Linked DNA regions of Arabidopsis thaliana: region 2 is linked to region 1. A link is a contact called in public ChIA-PET data. All regions are on one chromosome and are shown on one strand. The core of a region is the stretch at or near the end of the contact, and the rest is flanking DNA. Distances in the headings are between cores, read along the strand shown. Region 1 holds the start of FDM5 (XH/XS domain-containing protein). Region 2 holds the start of J8 (Chaperone DnaJ-domain superfamily protein).

Region 1 (4,806 bases), core at 1,154-3,653:
CTTCTGATCAGGTATATAGTAAGAAACAAATCCTTATGGATTTCGTTGCATCAGATGTGTCAAAGGAAAGCACAAGAATGTGCACCGTTATCTGATTTGCCGAATAATTGGGTCTGATATATCCTGATTCAGTTATATGTTTGTTGTGAGGGCATTGCAGTTTCAAATATATAAAGAGATGAAAGAGAGGTTTAAGGATTACCTGTGGATTGATGCTGTGTCCAAATGCGATCTGCTGGGAGGCTCACCGGTGATGTATGCCAAAGAAGATAGAAGCAGTGATGACGCGGAAATCATTAAGTACCGGGAAAGAGGACCTGATGAATCAATTCATGTCTCGGTGAAAACAGAACAAGGTCTCAATGAGGTATGAAACTTACCAGAAATATTTAATGTGGAAAGAAAGCAAGAGTGTGTTTTGAGTGGTCTGTTTCTCTACATGGCTCTGCAGCTAAAGAACAAAGTGAAGGAAGTACTGAGTAGTGAGATGGAGAAGATCCAAAGTGGAGAGAAAACTGATCAAAGTGTTGCTACTTGCTAGTGCTTAGCTAGAGATTTTTTGCCCATTTTAGCATTTTGACATTAATGTCTCATTTGTTTTTAATATACTTAAATAGGATTAAAATCTTAATGCATTATATATACATAGCTATTTCTCTCCTCCCTTGTTAGTAGTGGATTTGGTACGCATATATATATATACATATATAAGTTTTAGCAATAATGCAGGATTAGATTGTTTTTAAAAAAAGAGAAAAATGTTGCCAAAGGAAAATTGTGACGCACAAAAAAAGGAACGATCCTGAAATTGTCAGAAGTAGACAGAAACAAGAAAACTTGTGGAGAACAATAAAATATCGGATTCAGAACAGAGATTAAAAAAAAATATTAAAAAAATAGAAATCGATAAGTAATAATAATATTATCTCTTCTTCTCTGCTTCCATTTTGGGTATCGATAAACCACCACATCCTTCCCTGAAACCCTAACCACAACAATCGCCGCCGTCTCTAGAAATATCCATCCACCTACTTCGGCTTTGTTTATCAGGTTCGATATATCTATCACCACCGCCTTCTTATCTCAATTTCTGTGTTTGATTTTTGCTTTGTTGGTGTTTGATTTTACCGCAGATTTTGATGAAACCAGATCGGGTCTTCCTCTAGATCCGTTCTAGGTTTTCTATTTCCACCGTCTTATCATTATCATCATCATCAATTCATCATCATCATCAATAATCCAGATGCTCACCAAATTCGTCATTCATAGACATGTCTCTGTTTCTGAAAGACGATTCGATTCAAATTCGCGAAGTCTGGAACGATAACCTTCAAGAAGAAATGGATCTGATCCGAGATGTCGTCGACGACTTCCCTTACGTCGCCATGGACACTGAGTTCCCCGGCATCGTCGTCCGACCTGTCGGAACTTTCAAATCCAACGCTGATTACCACTACGAAACCTTGAAGACGAACGTCAACATCCTCAAGATGATCCAGCTTGGCCTCACTTTCTCCAATGAACAAGGCAACCTCCCTACCTGTGGCACTGACAAGTATTGCATCTGGCAATTCAATTTCCGAGAATTCGATCTCGATTCCGATATCTTCGCTCTCGATTCCATCGAGCTTCTCAAGCAATCAGGCATCGACCTTGCCAAAAACACGCTAGACGGGATCGATTCCAAGAGATTCGCAGAGCTCTTAATGTCCTCCGGGATCGTCTTGAACGAAAACGTGCATTGGGTTACATTCCACAGTGGGTACGATTTCGGATACTTGCTAAAGCTCTTGACTTGCCAAAACCTGCCGGATTCGCAAACAGACTTCTTCAAGCTCATCAACGTTTATTTTCCGACCGTGTACGACATTAAACACCTGATGAAGTTCTGCAACAGCCTTCACGGTGGTCTCAACAAGCTTGCGGAGTTGCTGGAAGTGGAGAGAGTTGGGATCTGTCACCAAGCTGGTTCGGATAGTTTACTCACGTCTTGTACTTTCAGAAAGCTCAAGGAGAATTTCTTCGTTGGTCCGTTGCACAAATATTCTGGTGTTTTGTATGGATTAGGTGTTGAAAATGGTCAGGTTGCTATCTAGCAAAAAATTAAATAAAAAATTTCCTGAAAACTATTTTCTCTCTTTTTCCATTATAAGAATGCATCATCAGACACTTATAACTCCACAAAATGTAGGATCTAAATTCAAAATAATTTAATGAAACATGAAAATGAAGAGGTATGATCACAATTGTCTGAAAGTTGAACTGTTTTGTGTCTGAAAATAAAGAGGCGAATGGGAAAAATGTTAGTTACCGTATGGATATGGTTGCGTGGGCCTAATATAAGGCCCACTGTTGCTATTGGATAGGGCCATTAAATTGCAATCAGCGTTTAGTTGGTATTATTGAATCTCAAGCCTCTTCTTCGCGCAAGCTTCGGTCATCATCATCTGAGGTTAGTGACTTGACACTCTTCTTCTCCGACGATTCTGAGGTTCATTTTCGTGACATACGGGGTTTCTATGTGATTACTGAGAACTTTGCCTTTCGCGCCGGTTCTCGTTGATTTTTTTTTTCGATTTAGGTATTTCCATGTGAGACTAACATTTGTGGCTCGTTTACTCGCAGATCAAAGGGACAGAGAACGTGTCTGGGTAAGTTTTAATGGTGTTTCTGGGTTATTGCTCTTATTTCCTAGTTGCGAATCTGCTGATTTGGTGAAGGATATAGCGTTCTAGGTTTTTTTAACTTGGTGTCTGTGATAGTAAACGCATTTACTAGTTATTGTCAAGATTTTGATTACTTACATCGTTGTGACCATCATTTCGATTGGTCTTCATATGTGCTTTTGCCTGTTCATTTATCTAATGGTTCTCTTTGTTTTGTTTGGCATAATAAAAGTCCAACTCTTAGTTGCTTAATTTCTTCTATTCTAACATGACTCTTAGAATTCTCACTACAGAACCTGTTTTGTTTCTTAAATCTGTTTTTCGTCAACTAATCCTATAAATCTGGTGATTACAGGCCACCTACTAGGATGGATAACAGTTCTGATGAAGAGTCAGAGATCAGTGAGTCTGAGATAGATGTCTATTATGAAAAACCTTACGAGAAACTGATGAATGGGGATTACAAGGTTAAGGTGAAGGACACATTCAGGTGTCCCTTTTGCGCTGGGAAGAAGAAGCAGCATTACAAGTATAAGGAGCTACTTGCTCATGCGTCTGGTGTTGCCAAAGGATCTGCGAGTAGAAGTGCTAAGCAAAAAGCAAATCACTTTGCGTTGGCTAAATACATGGAGAACGAGCTTGCTGGTGATGCTGATGTCCCACGCCCACAAATCCCCTCTTCCTCAACGGAGCAGTCTCAGGCAGTTGTGGATGACATTTATGTCTGGCCTTGGATGGGGATTGTCATCAACCCTGTAAGAAGAACTGATAACAAGAATGTGCTCCTTGATTCAGCCTACTGGTTGAAGAAGCTCGCTAGGTTCAATCCTCTTGAGGTGAAAACCCTTTGGCTTGACCAGGAATCCGTAGTTGCCGTCATTCCTCAGTTTAACAGTGGTTGGAGTGGGTTTAAGAGTGTCACAGAGCTTGAGAAGGAATATGAGATTAGGGGCTGCGGCAGAAAGGACTGGATTGATAAAAGAGGAGACTGGAGGTCTAAGGCTTATGGTTGGTGCGCACGTGCAGATGACTACAACTCTCAAGGGTCGATAGCAGAGTACCTGTCCAAAGTAGGAAAACTGAGAAGTTTCTCTGATATCACCAAGGAGGAAATTCAGAATAAGAGTATTGTGGTGGATGATCTAGCAAATAAAATTGCTATGACAAATGAGGATCTGAACAAGCTCCAGTACATGAACAATGAGAAAACGCTCTCTCTGCGGAGGGTTCTCATAGAGAAAGACGAGCTGGACCGAGTTTATAAACAAGGTTTGTACTGAAAACTGATTGCTTGTGTTTCACCATGGCTGCATCCGAGTTTATGTTTGTGTCGTCTCTGTACTTTTTTCTCCAGAAACAAAAAAAATGCAGGAGTTATCGCGGGAGAAAATAAACAGGATCTTTAGAGAAAAAGAGAGGCTAACCAATGAACTGGAGGCTAAGATGAATAATCTGAAGATTTGGTCCAAACAATTGGACAAGAAGCAAGCATTAACTGAACTGGAGAGACAAAAGCTTGATGAAGACAAGAAGAAGGTAATATTTTGTCATTATAGTATACTTATGCGTTGATGTTTCCAGTGTACTGATGATCTTTTTGTTTTCCTTTGTTATGGCAGAGCGATGTCATGAACAGCTCCCTCCAGTTGGCTTCCCTGGAGCAGAAAAAGACAGATGATCGTGTCCTAAGACTTGTGGATGAACACAAGGTCTGTTTTCAGTAAATGGTCAAACTAGATTTATCTGTGCGTGTCAAATTCCACACAGTTTAAAAAAAAAAAAAGTTCCAAAAAAAGATGTCTTGTTTGCGTTTAAAGATTCCAACATTCTTCTTTCTGAACTCCAGAGGAAAAAAGAGGAGACGTTGAACAAGATCCTTCAGCTTGAGAAGGAGTTAGACAGCAAGCAGAAACTTCAAATGGAGATTCAGGAGCTGAAAGGAAAGCTGAAAGTCATGAAGCATGAGGATGAAGATGACGAGGGCATTAAGAAGAAAATGAAGAAGATGAAGGAAGAGCTAGAGGAAAAGTGTTCTGAGTTACAAGATCTAGAGGATACTAACTCGGCTCTCATGGTAAAAGAACGTAAAAGCAATGATGAGATAGTAGAAGCACGCAAATTTTTGATTACGGTAATATAT
Region 2 (4,806 bases), core at 1,693-4,192, 45 kb after region 1:
AGGGCATTGCTTGAGAAAGAACCAACTGGAGGACTTGTAAGATCGCACTTGTATCCATTCATCACAGACTATTTAAATGGTAAGCAATAATCACCAAGTCTATAGCCCACAAAATCCCTGTGTAGTAGCACTTATCAAAAGTTTTTCTATTTTGGGGCAGATCTTTTCGTTGGGAAAAAACAACAGTTACCTTCCTTCCGTGACACTTTGAAAGAGCGTGGAACAGTTCAGATGCTAACTTTAGCTAGAGATGCGGCACTTGAAGTTCAGGTTTGTTTCTCTATCAGAAGATGCGTTTCGAAACAAAAAAAAAGTTCACTATTTTGAATAGTATTATTTAGATGTACAGTCTCTCGTCGGAGTGCTAGATTCATGTGCTGGGACCGTTCGATGCCACTCTGTGATTCTATTTCATGATCTACTGGTGTCAACAACTCTCTCACCTGTATGTTTTCAAATCCCTCATTCGCATTAATCATATTTGCCAAGATTGTTGAGTCGTTAAGATTCTTAAATTATCGTGGTCTGTGTAGACTATATTGTTCACTAATACTAAAAGCTTTAGTCTTTGTCTTCTCTCTCTCTTCTCTTTTCAGGATGATACCGTCGACTTGTTTGCATTTTCTGTCATGAGATTAACCACAAACGCGCTATCATCTGGCACAAGTTCCTGGTCATATCTACGCAAAGGATCCGGTTCACCTCAAATATCTTCTAGATCTACTACGGTGCCCCCTCTTGGTTCAGGTGGTACATTGCCTTCGGGAAATGGTAGTAGCACAGGTCGTGTTATTAGACCTTTGCAGCACGATAAGTGGTCGAAGGGGAAAGATGGGTTTCTTGTAACTGATATTTGGGGTTTAGATGCCACCCCGACAATTTTGATACAGAAGACACAGGAAAGTTTTTACCTTTTGACTTATCAGTACAAGAGTCTCACCTTGGTTCTTCTCGTGCCTATCGCTGCAATTGTTAATGGAGAGCTAGACATCTCATTCGTGAAGCAGCAAGTTATTGAAAACGTTAGCTCATCTCTGTAAACCTGTCTTGCTTCATTGTAAAATCTTTTCAGACTCCATCCCTTATCATCTCTATGCATTTTTGCAGGCATCGACCAAAATCTTGAAAGTCGAAGAGAAGCTATCGAAAGGGTGGGGCGGTGAGAATGCTTACCATGTAAGCGGTTACCGTTACTTACTAGTTGATAATGACATGGAAGTTTCCAGAGCTTCTCCACCAGGAAAGGTAGCAACACTAGCAAAGGTGAGAGAGAACTTCCATCAATCATATTCATATACTGCGATCTCGTGAGTAGCATAAGCAAGAGTGTAACAAAATTGTCTCTGATTTCGTAGGAGTCTTTGCTTGCACTAAACAAGCTAAGGGAAGAAGTGGATACAGAAAAAAACCGCTCGAAGCAAGAGAAAGACATGGAAATATGCATTCGAGCGAAGAACAACACATGGGTCATCGCGCGTCTAAACAGAGGTAAAGAGCTTTACATGGCTTTAGAGAAAGCAAGTGAAACTCTTCTTGATGCTACAGACTCTGTCCAAAGATTCAGCAACAGGTAAAACTTTTTAGTTACTACTACTACTAAAGTACTAACCCATGAATTAGGGTTTCCAAACAAAAAAAATGAAATGATGTTGCCAATTTCTTCAGGTACTGCAGCGGGGCATTCCCCATGGATTAGATTCTGCAATTGTTTGTTTTGATAGAAGTTGCAAAGGAAAGTGTTTTTGAAGTGTTTTGAGATATGTTTTAGATTTTCAATTATAAGATATAAAAGAAACCGTTACAAAGAATGAGAATTTGGTGACTTTTGTATCCACAACTAAAAGTAAACGTGGAACTTGACCCTTGACGGTTTGAATAAAACCTTCGCTTAATCTCAAAGATTAGTTCCAAAATCAGGAAAGCTAAAAACGCTTTTACACAAAGGAGAGATTACTTTATTCACATTTAAGCAATCATTATCCGAGACAAATTTCACTTATTTACATTGTTGTGCTTTTAGTCTCTCTCTGATTGTTATTTATACACATTTGGATGATTTCTTTCGAAATTAATTAGTGAAATCATTCGTTTATCAAGCGTAAGGATTAACGTGAGAGGAGTAATCACGGGTTCCTGCTCCCTCCCATCCCATCCATTCTTCCCACGTGTCGCAATCTGGATCATTCATTCCGTTCAATCCCTCGTCGTATACATCGAACGGCTCAAATTCCTCCGTCCCTTCCATCTGATTTTTAATTTGCTTCAACACAATCTTCAAAGAAAAAAAAACAAAGAGATCAATTTTCATTACAAAAGCGAATTTAAATCTGTTTTAAGTTAACCAAAAAGCATAGTTAGCTTTCATAAGCACACGCTTACATCGTAAGCTTCGTTAATTGTCTGAAACTGTACCCCACAATTGCTTCCTCTACAAACATCAGGATGATACTGCAACAATCAAATCAAAATCGATCAGAAAGATGTCAAATTTTAAAAACCCAGATCTAAGATGATTGAGCTAAACAAAAGGTCAAACCTTTTTAGCGAGTTGTCTGAAAGCTTTCTTGACCTCGTATTCAGATGAATCGGGTCGGATCTTAAGAGTCTTATACGGATCCATTACAGAAGATGAAGAAGAACAAACGACTTTTGATCTGTTGAGCATCTTCGTGTTCTTTCTTCTGCTGTTTTTTAATCGAAACGACGAAGATGATGAAGAAAACGACGATCCTGGTAGACCCGAAAACCCGTTTCCTCCGATCGTTAAAGCAATTGTCATATTTTCTTATGCCGGTGGTTCACAAGATGGAATCAAAGAGAAGATTATGATTTGTAAAAGAAGACTGAAATAAAGGAGAGTTTTTTTTTTGTTGGTAACTCGAAGATTCAATCAATAATGGATTTTAGGATTTAATGGATTGGATAAAGAGAGGAAGCGGGATTATTTATAAAGAAAGGAAACGGTGACTCATCTCAAAGTGTCCTTATCCATAACGCTACCGATTTCCACGGCCAAATTGTTTTTTACTATTTTTACACATACAGTAGATTTATAAATAAAAAAAAAGTTATCCATCCCAACCTTTTTGTTGTTATGTTTAAAAAAGTTTAATATTGTTTTCCAAAAATAAAAAAAGCATCTACTTTGTTCAAAGTTATCTACTTTATTGAGGTCTTAATTCTGGTATGGCTTAACAAAATGTGAAAGACAGAGGAAATGGTTGATAGGTTGTTGGTACTTGGCATGTGTTTAAAGTTGTAGTTAAGTACAATTCAGTTTTCTTTACTAATTAAGTATGTTTTAGATACTGTGGGTAGTAGATTCACGCTAAACTAAGAGCACCCAAAACTTTTTATTTTAAAAAGTAATAAACCATTAGTACGATTTGGAAAGCTTTGCACCACAGTAATACTTTGAGACAATTTGAAGAAATAGTTTTTAAGATATATGTTTTTGGAATTGTGATATTTTGACTTTGAAATCAGTGAGAAAGACCGATCATAATATCCGTTCTTATCCAAAAAACAAAATTATTTGAAGAACAAATATACGAAAAAAAGATTCCTTGGCAATTTGATACTTTTCACCATTTAAAATATCTCATGATTCCAATCAGAACACGCAAATAAATTTGGATCACAAAATGTACCCAACAAAAATATACATCTATGGTCCTATTGATCAAATTTATCTTAAACAGTTTAACAATTTTAATACAAAGCTATTATATAGAGAACTTAGCTAATTTCCCATAAAAACCATAGCAAATTATATAAAAATGTCTTATAAAACATTTAGACAACAACAAACAAAAACATTTCCGTTCACAAACCTTCCACTGTCTATTCTCTTGTCATCAGGTTATTGCGTAATTGATATGCAAGAACAGCACCAGATGATTGCTCAGTGAGTTCTCAAGAAAATTCAAGTTGAAATAGCCAAAACAAGATGTGAAATTTCAAGAAATTTGCTGGAGTCTGGAGACAGCAAGCAAAACAGTCTTCATGATCTTCTTCTTCGCTTCCTCTTTTCTCTGTCGCTTTCATCCGAACTAGAAGAAGATGATGAGCCTGACTCAGATTCAGACTCGGAATCAGAACTGTCAGATCCAGATGATGATCCTGATTCTGATTCCGCAACTTGCTTCTGCCGTTGCATGATGAGGCTTGGCATGTTCTTCAGATACTCTCTCAGATTCTCTGTGATGCCTCCAAGACCAATGGACGTAAAGAAGTTGATTGCAAACCTCGTGTTCTTTGGATTATCCTTAGGGAATATAGATTCAAGTGATTCCTGCATTGTTGGATCCTGAAGCCTCTCATTAAGCAGCCTAATCCCCAAGTGTTCTGACAATTCCTGCAAAAAATGCAAACCAAACAGTCTCAAATACCAATTTTCCACACCTTAACAAAATTTATCAGCAGAGCCCTAATTGTGATGTAACATATCCATAATTTCATAATTCATATGAAACAAGAAATTAATCAATCACATGAACATATCTCCAATCAAATTAATGAGATGAACAGCTCTGAAATTGAGTTTCATGAAATAGTCAAATGAGTTCTGAAGATTCTAGTTACCTGGAATAGGATCTTAATGAAGATACGAGATGAGGAAGTAGTGTCTTCCTCGGTTAATCGAATGTAGGCAAGCACATGCCAGGGGAGAGCATCTGTGCCCAGTAAATGGGCAAAAAACTTAGCCACGTTACGCAATTTGTTTGTCTCAAGACGGTGAATCATGGAATACTGCTGAACAAAGCATTTCTCAAAATTCTCTTGATGAATTTTGTTGATCATACA

What was found. ChIA-PET counts read pairs in DNA pulled down with a chosen protein or histone mark.
Region 2: a contact with region 1 is called in an H3K4me3 ChIA-PET map of shoot, with 13 read pairs. The contact joins the promoter of J8 here to the promoter of FDM5 in region 1. A contact is called at or near these places in 4 of 26 Hi-C or Micro-C datasets (callus, root and seedling), 1 of 2 datasets of contacts at active chromatin or transcription factors (shoot) and 1 of 3 other capture datasets (root).

The regions. Positions count from the first base shown.
Region 1 is chr1:30,357,246-30,362,051 of TAIR10.1, forward strand. It overlaps FDM5 (XH/XS domain-containing protein), which reads left to right and starts at 2,404. Exons shown (of 9, transcript NM_001335009.1): 1 at 2,404-2,452; 2 at 2,626-2,651; 3 at 3,022-3,935; 4 at 4,021-4,202; 5 at 4,286-4,375; 6 at 4,513-4,797. The coding sequence starts at 3,035. AT1G80780 (Polynucleotidyl transferase, ribonuclease H-like superfamily protein) reads left to right here and starts at 755. Exons shown (of 1, transcript NM_179584.3): 1 at 755-2,310. The coding sequence starts at 1,272. The coding sequence ends at 2,096. PDE318 (P-loop containing nucleoside triphosphate hydrolases superfamily protein) reads left to right here. Exons shown (of 13, transcript NM_106725.5): 11 at 1-11; 12 at 161-367; 13 at 452-723. The coding sequence ends at 541.
Region 2 is chr1:30,401,771-30,406,576 of TAIR10.1, forward strand. J8 (Chaperone DnaJ-domain superfamily protein) reads right to left here and starts at 2,943. Exons shown (of 3, transcript NM_106740.5): 1 at 2,537-2,943; 2 at 2,380-2,448; 3 at 1,733-2,272. The coding sequence starts at 2,779. The coding sequence ends at 2,093. It overlaps AT1G80910 (vacuolar fusion CCZ1-like protein (DUF1712)), which reads left to right. Exons shown (of 10, transcript NM_106739.4): 4 at 1-79; 5 at 161-270; 6 at 350-445; 7 at 597-1,022; 8 at 1,108-1,263; 9 at 1,356-1,570; 10 at 1,666-1,956. The coding sequence ends at 1,696. It overlaps AT1G80930 (MIF4G domain-containing protein / MA3 domain-containing protein), which reads right to left. Exons shown (of 7, transcript NM_106741.3): 6 at 4,585-4,806; 7 at 3,569-4,357. The coding sequence ends at 4,004.